2 separate regions of the Sus scrofa genome follow, and region 1 is linked to region 2. Evidence: chromatin contacts called from public Hi-C data. All regions are on one chromosome and are shown on one strand. The core of a region is the stretch at or near the end of the contact, and the rest is flanking DNA. Distances in the headings are between cores, read along the strand shown.

The links. A called contact is a pair of places that touch in the nucleus more often than the background predicts.
Region 1: a Hi-C map of liver shows a contact between it and region 2, with 3 times the contacts expected there. A contact is called at or near these places in 2 of 5 promoter capture datasets (fetal liver and liver), 7 of 47 Hi-C or Micro-C datasets (blood, embryonic fibroblasts, heart right ventricle and 3 more) and 2 of 2 datasets of targeted methods (alveolar macrophages and skeletal muscle).

The regions. Positions count from the first base shown.
Region 1 is chr4:21,939,343-21,943,069 of Sscrofa11.1, forward strand. UTP23 (rRNA-processing protein UTP23 homolog) reads right to left here and starts at 1,652. Exons shown (of 3, transcript XM_003481351.4): 1 at 1,346-1,652. The coding sequence starts at 1,533.
Region 2 is chr4:21,771,435-21,775,280 of Sscrofa11.1, forward strand. RAD21 (double-strand-break repair protein rad21 homolog) reads left to right here and starts at 1,387. Exons shown (of 14, transcript XM_005662889.3): 1 at 1,387-1,638.

The sequences.
Region 1 (3,727 bases), core at 402-2,901, 170 kb after region 2:
TTTGTGTGTAAAAAGAACTAGATAAATGATACAGTACACGTTAACAATGGTAATTCATTGATGTGGTATTAATGGGTCATTATAATTTTCTTTTTCCACTTTTCTTTTTAAAGCCACACCTGCAGCATATCAAAGCTCCTAGGCTCGGGGTCGAATGTGAGCCACAGCTGCCGGCCTACACCGCAGCCACAGTAAGGCCAGATATGAGCAGCATCTGTGACCTACACTGTAGCTTGTGTCAATGCCGGATCCTTACACTCAGGCCTGGGATGGAACCAGAATCCTCAGGGACACTATGTTGGGTCCTTAATCTGCTGAGCCACAAAAGGAACTCCATCTTTTTTTCACTTTTTAAAGGAAATATCCTTTTAAAAAAAAAAACCCAAAACAACAACCTACTAAGTTTCTGAATAGTAGTGCTTTATTACACAGCCTCAATTTACTTTCTTTCTAGCTTCTCTCCCAAATATACACTGTACGCTAATCCTGGCATTTCACAACTCCACTCCTTTGTTCCCCACAAGTCACTTCTCTTTTCTGTCACTCAAAAAATGTCCTTCCCCTTAGAACTGAACCATGACTGGGATCAAAAGTTATCTCCATGACATCCTCCTTGTTTCCATCCTCCCTCAATCCCAACCCCACAAAGTTCCATCTTAGGTGTTCCCACAACTTGAGGAAGTGGGGACACTAGACTTGGGGTCAAAACACATCAATGAGCGGTTGACTTATGCAATTTGCTGGCGCTAAGGGCTGGGAGATCATCCTGTTCACCATGTTAGCCTCTGGTTAGATCAGGTGTTTAGCCTATGGCTGATAACCAACAGACAACTAAATAAACTACCTTGAGCAAAGTTCTTAACACTGAATCTTGACTTTCTGGAAATTGAACATGTTACACCATGGGGCAGTTGCGAAGCTATGCAAAGACAGGATAGGTCTCAGATACAAATAAACGCTCTACATATACTATTATCTTGTGGACTTTAGCAAATTTATAGGTAGCTATGAGCTTTTTTACAGATGAGAAATCCAAGACTCTGAGAGGTTAAATAGCTTGCCCCAATTCACAAAGTTAGGACTGGGACCAATATTCGAAATCAGGTCCGACAGCAAAACACGTGTTCTTATCCGCCGGCTAACAACACGTGAATATTCGCCTGGCATTTTATTTTCTGCCGACGTAATACAGACCCGTCCTCCTTATCGGCCCCGCTGAACGGTCAACTTCTCCCGGGTGGGGCGCTTTGCCCCTCCAGGGCTCGCAAAGGACGCCTGCAAGCAGCGGCTTCGTTATACCGCATTCGTAGGACTCCCGCGCCACCACCCGGACTGGCCTTCCCACCTGGTGGTGCACAGCTGAGTCTCCCCCATTAGGTAGCGGGGCAGCTGTTCCCGCAGCTGGATGCGGCCCCGCAGCGCCGCCTGACAGAAGGTGCCGTCCACCAGGATCTGGTACGGTTCGCGGACCCCGAAATTGTTGCGGAAGAAGCCAAGATGCTTCTTGGCGTGTTTCTGCCTTGTGATCTTCATGCCTTGCTTTTCCCGACAGAAGCCACGGGACCAGCAGTTAGGCCCGAACCCCTCCTACGCAGCCTGGTACCAGGAACCGGCTTCTCCCGGAAATGAAGAGCTCTTGGCCCCGGAAGCAAACGCCCTCACCAGCCGGCGGTTTACGTCCCGCCCCAGTGAGCGCGCGCGAGCTTCGTCGCGCTGCCCGAGGTTCTTAAAGAGCTCTCGGGGGCGGAGCTTGCTCCTAGGCCTGAAACAGAGTAGGTGTGCTAATTTTGCTCAAAGGCGCACAGGCACAGTCATGGGCCAGATTAAAAGAAAATATAGAGGCTGCTTCTTGCACGTTACCTGGCACAGTCAACCTCTCAAAAATAACCGGTATGGAGTTCCCATCGTGGCTCAGTGGTTAACGAATCCGACCAAGGACCATAAGGTTGTGGGTTCGATCCCTGGCCTCGCTCAGTGGGTTAAGAATCCCGCGTTGCCGTGAGCTGTAGTGTAGGTCGCAGGCGCGGCTCTGATCCCACGTTGCTGTGGCTGTGGTGTAGGCAGCTGTAGCTCCGATTCAACCCCTAGCGTGGGAACCTCTATATGCCGCCTGGTGCAGCCCTAGAAAAGGCAGAAAGTCAAAAAACAAAACAAAACACGATGTGATAATAGTGAATGATAATAGTGAGTTTTAATATCTTCTAGGCACTGCTCTAAGTAATTTACGCATTTTACCCTTTAATGTTAATAATTTCCAAGTGAGCAGTGGAAACTAATTGAGTAGTATCCATGAGGATGCAAGTTCCATCCCTGGCCTCCCTCAGTGAGTGGGGGGATCCGGTGTTACCATGAGCTGTGGTATAGGTGGCAGATGTATGGCTGTGGCTGTAGTGTAGGCTGGCAGCTTTAGTTTGGATTTGACCCCTAGTCTGGGAACCTCCATATGCAATTCTAGCTGCCCTAAAAAGAGGAAAAAAAAAAAAAAAAAAAGAAAGAAAAAAAAATTTCCAAGTGAGGGAAGGAAAGGGACTAAAATATATTGGACAGCGACAGCGATGACTGGGCAGGTTTGTAGTGGTTACCTTCCTATAATGAAGTTAAGCAAGTGGTTGTTTGGTGTGAGAACTACCACTGGAACCCAGGTCCCTTGCCAGAAATTCAAATGTTCTTTCTTTCCTCCTCACCCCCCACCCCCATAGGACTATCCTCACCTAATGTCGAGGCCAATGAAAAGTCCCACTGTTTTGCATTCCTCTTCTGGAGACCATCCTAAATCACTAACAAGGAGTGTTCCGGAAGAACCTCTCAAAAGCTTCCTTTTCTAAGAGTCAGAGTCCCTAGAGTCCTAATTCTGCCCCTAACCCAAGGCCTTTGACCTTGAGCTGCTCTCCAAGAAAGCTAAGTTCAGCTTCCTCACAGTCAAATTGGTTCGCAAGACTAGAAGACTTAAGAATGCTTTTTAGTTCTATAGTCTCTAAGGTAGGAAGACTAACAGGGATGTCCAAAACTGTCTGAAAGTTTAGAAATTACTTGATCAACTTGATTAATGAAGAAAGCAACCAGAAAATTTTGAGTTCCCCAGTGGCTAGTTGCCACATTATCCACTTTAATTCAAGGCAAAATAATCCAAGATTGGGAGACATAGAATTTTGAATTTTTGTTCTGTTCTGGAATCTGTCCCAGATCTGGTTTTGGCTCAAGATTGAGAGAAAGAACCAATGCAGAAAAGGAACTGACACAGTGATTGAGGCGTTCCCACTGTGGCACAGGGGGATCAGCAGCGTCTTTGCTCTGCCAGGGCACAGGTTCAGTCCTTGGCCTGGCACAATGGGTTAAAGGATATGGGTATTGCCCAGGCTTCTGCTGCTGCTGCTGTGTTGTTGCAACTGCAGCTGGGATCTGATCCCTAGGCAGGGAACGCCATATGCCAGGGCAGCCAAAAAAGAAAGAAAACAAACAAAAAAATTCCAAAGTGATTGAGATATATTATTTGCATTTGGGGTTATATTGGAAGATAACAGGTTTATGAAATTGAAACTAAGATCTTGATTCCCAACACAAGAATCTTTCACATGACTTAGATGGCTGCTTTCATTTAACTGAAAATACATTTAGGAATTGGAAGCCATGAAGAGTTATTGCAGGATGGGATTTATGGGTTTTTTTTTTTAATATAATTGCTTACTACATTCCAATTTGAATATTCTCTTTATCCCTGTGTGCCAAC
Region 2 (3,846 bases), core at 137-2,636:
AGCTTGTGAGCTGAACCCTGTCCCACGCCACTGTCACATGACCCAGAAGGAGTGGAGCACAAGACTGCCCACTGTCTCATCCATCTGAGTTGTGTTGTATATTGTTAAAACCCTGGAACGGTGCAGGACTTAAAGGCAGTTGCTGAATGTATATGCTTAACTGTTTTTCCTGCATATTTCTTTATTCTAAAATATGTCTATACTCAGAAATTATGATGGAGCAGTAAATTATTTCTTTATCTTGTAAGACTTCCCAAACAAGCCATTAAAGATCTAGCACACAACTGGGCTGGATTAAAAGTGGTAGGTGTCCACATCAAAAGATCATTATCTTATTATCCTCTGCTCTGGCTAGGAGCATTTTGTCTTGCTTTAGGTGCCATTCTTTAGAAAAAAAAAATTTTAATAGAGGAGAATAATGGTGATATCAACTATAAAGATAGTAATAAAAATAATTACTTGCAAGATGCCCTGCATCATTCTAACTGCGTGAACACGTTATTAATTCATGAATCCTCCGAACAATTCTTGGGTGAGAAACCGGAAGCACAGAGAGGCTGTTATTTCTGGTCCTACAAGTAGAAATTGACAGGGCCATTTTGTAAAGCCCTAAAGTTCCGTGTGAGATGGGACCTTTTTTTTTTTTTTATAGTAATGGTGTTATCTTAAATAAGAGGATTAGGGAACTGGCTTTTAAACTGAGATGCGGAAAAAGAATTAATTAGGCAAAAGTGGAGGAGATGGAAATGTAAAATTGTTCTAAGAATAGGGAGCAGCGAGTGCAAAAATCTTGAGGTAGGTGTATGCTTGATGCGTTTGATTATTTAAAAGGCAGAGTAACTGGAGCAGAGTGAGGAAGAAAGGAACGACAAAGAGGAGTCTGGAGCTGAAGGCAGAGGCTAGATCTTGTATCATCTTCAGCATTTTGGTTAACAGTAAATGGGTAGATACTTCTCCTTACAGGGGCATTACATCCCAAACCTTAGCTATCATAGTATGTGGTTCAGAGAAGACCAGCTATTAAGACAGGTTGACTGAATGAATGAACCCCTGCATTTTAAATAACTTATTTCAGAGTCTTGTGTGATATTCTTTGCTACAGAACCTTGAAAATGAATTTTTGTGTCAAGGACACACAAAACTGCGTAGAGTTTTTCTTTTAAAACCAGCGCAAGTATAACGCTAACCCCAATTACTCGCTTGGGGGAAAGCACTGCGCGTGCGCCGCTCGCCAGTTTCGCAACGCTCTAAGACCCTCTAGCAAAGGAATCACCTTTGCGCTTGCTCGGTTCTGAGCTGCTTGCCCAGAGGGCGGGTTCCATTGAAAAGGAAATGGTCACCGCGCCTGCGTCGCTGCTTCTGGGGCTTAGGCTGGCTGCGCAGGCGCACAGGTACCATTTTGACCGTAAACATCCTGCCGATTTGAACCGAGGATTTGGGCGGCAGGAAGAGCCGCGGCGTAACGGCAGCCATCTTGTTTGTTTGAGTGAATCGGAAAGGAGGCGGCGGCTGTGGCGGCGGCGGGAGCTGCTCCGAAGCTACACCGCACAAGGGCTCCCCCCCTTTCCCCGCCCCCTCCCCCGACCCTTTTCCCCTCCCCAGGCCACCCAGCCCGCCCAACTCCCGGCGGAGAACAAGGTAAGAGAGTCGGCCGACCCCTTCTTATCCTCCGGCTCCCTCCCCCCACCCCTTCTCCGCCGTGTAGCCGTCGGGGAGCCGGGCTCCGGGGGATGGCGGGGAGCAGGAGGGCGAGGGAGACGGCTGCACAGTCCTCGCCCTGGGACAGGGCCGCGCCGCCACCCTCCGAGCTCCCAAACGGCAGCGCCGCGCGCGGAGGCCCCTTGCTCTGGGCCCGCCCTCGGCCGGGACCCGCGCAGCTTGGGCCCGCATCATCGCTTGTTGGCTCACAAATGGTGCTGGTCTCTTCCGAGGCCAAAAAAGCCGTTACCCGGCCGGCCCCTCGGGGAGCCGCATTTCCCCGAGGAAACAGGAAATCTTGGGAGGTGGAGGGCGAGGACGAGGTTTGAACGAGCCCGCTCTGGGGACCGGGCCGCCTACTGCTCGGGTGAAAATGGCTGTCTAGGAAGACGCGGGATTCCGGGCGGGAGGCGGCGGCGGCGGGCCGGGCGCCGGCGATGCCAGCCCGGAGAGCCCCTAAAGTCTGGCGGGCGAGGGTGCAGGGGGTCGGGGACACGCGGGCCCTGCCTTCTCCGTGGGGCCGGAGGGCGGCGGCGGGGCCCTCGCCAGGGACTGCCGCTGCTCCCCCTTCCATTTTTTTTTTTTTAAAGGAAAACTTTTACGTTGAGGATATTAAATATTGGATAGACCAATAGAAAACGCGACCTGGGGAAGTGGTTTCTGATTGTTAGGAAATTAGCATAATTAGTTTTTCTCCCCGAATTTCCTAATGTTTAAGGAAATTAGGTGTGGTGGAGACGTTTCGGGGAGGTGTGCGTTTCTGACAAACGCTTGGTGCCTTTTTCCTTGCTGAGAAGGTTTTCAGAATGATGTGCTGTGACAGTGGGGTGACACTGTCGAATTGTGCTGCCAGACCTAGCGGCCTTCTTCATAGTGGAGAGAAGGAAACGCTGAAGGGTTTATCTGGCCAGCTTATGATAGGTTAGAGTTTCAAGGTTCAAAAATGTGCCTGTGTTTTCAAGGGTTTCTGATTAAAGCTTTTGTGGTTTTATCGACTTTTCTTTGCAAGCCAAAGTTAGTATCTGCTCTCCTTCTATTGTTTGGAATGATCGCTGAATTGCAGGAGGGGAAAAATTCTGTTTTCCGAAAATGAATGTAAATGCCAGTGAGCTCTGTGATTGTGCAGAATTTTGGAGACAGGGTGGAGGTTTCTAAAGTTGTGGAGTCGTTGAATTTCTTTAATGTTGGAGGCGACTAATCAGTTACTTTCAGAAAGCTACTGATGAGGACATATGCCATATCCAGTAATTAAATTACTTAGTTTGTAGAGGAGGTGACAGCAGTGCATAACCAATGGACATTTTTTATTTATAAGTCAGAATTACATTGGTAGAGCTTAACTTTTACCTTTGTGTTTGCAGACTAAACACTTCAGTACACTCTAGTATTAGTTTTTCTTGAGGAAGAGAATTTCTTTCCTGATGAATTCCTATTTACTGGGACAAAGATTCTGATACATTTTATTCCTTAGAGTTTGGTACTGTAGGGAAATTTATTTATTGGAAATGAGGATTTTGTGGGTTTTGTTTAAATGTTGTGATGTCAGAATTGTTGGGTATGATCATGCTAAGTGGTATGTGCTCTGCTGTGAGGTTTTTTTTTCCCCAAAAAAGTAACTTTTTGCATGTATTGGTTATGATCTTCTATTTAATTCTCATCCAGTCTGGCAAACATTCCCATTTTTTAGATGAAAAGGCTAAGATTCAGATATTTGAATCACTACAAATGAATGAAGGAACTGAATTTGAACCCAGGACTGTCTGATTGTAAAACTCTTGTTCAAAGAAATTTAGTACCAAAAAGGAGGGGAGTTCTAGTGTGTAGGGTTGGAAATACCTTCTGTCCCTGAACCACTCCCCCACCAACCCCAAAGATAGTTCCATTCTTATCTGAGTTAGATGTTGATGGTTTCCAAGGTTAGTAATCACTTAATTTCCACCTTCCAGGCTTTTATAGTTAGGGAAAATTAACTAACAGATTAAGCAGCTTAACTTGCTAGTTAATGGCAGAGCACTCCCAATATAATTTTTACCTTGAGTAGGTGATGTATGTGTGTGCCTCAAGTTTAAACAAAGGTGGGGGGAATAAAGCCCAGCAATACAAAAGGGTAGGCCTCACTTTCTCACTGGACCCACTTTCCACAGGTGA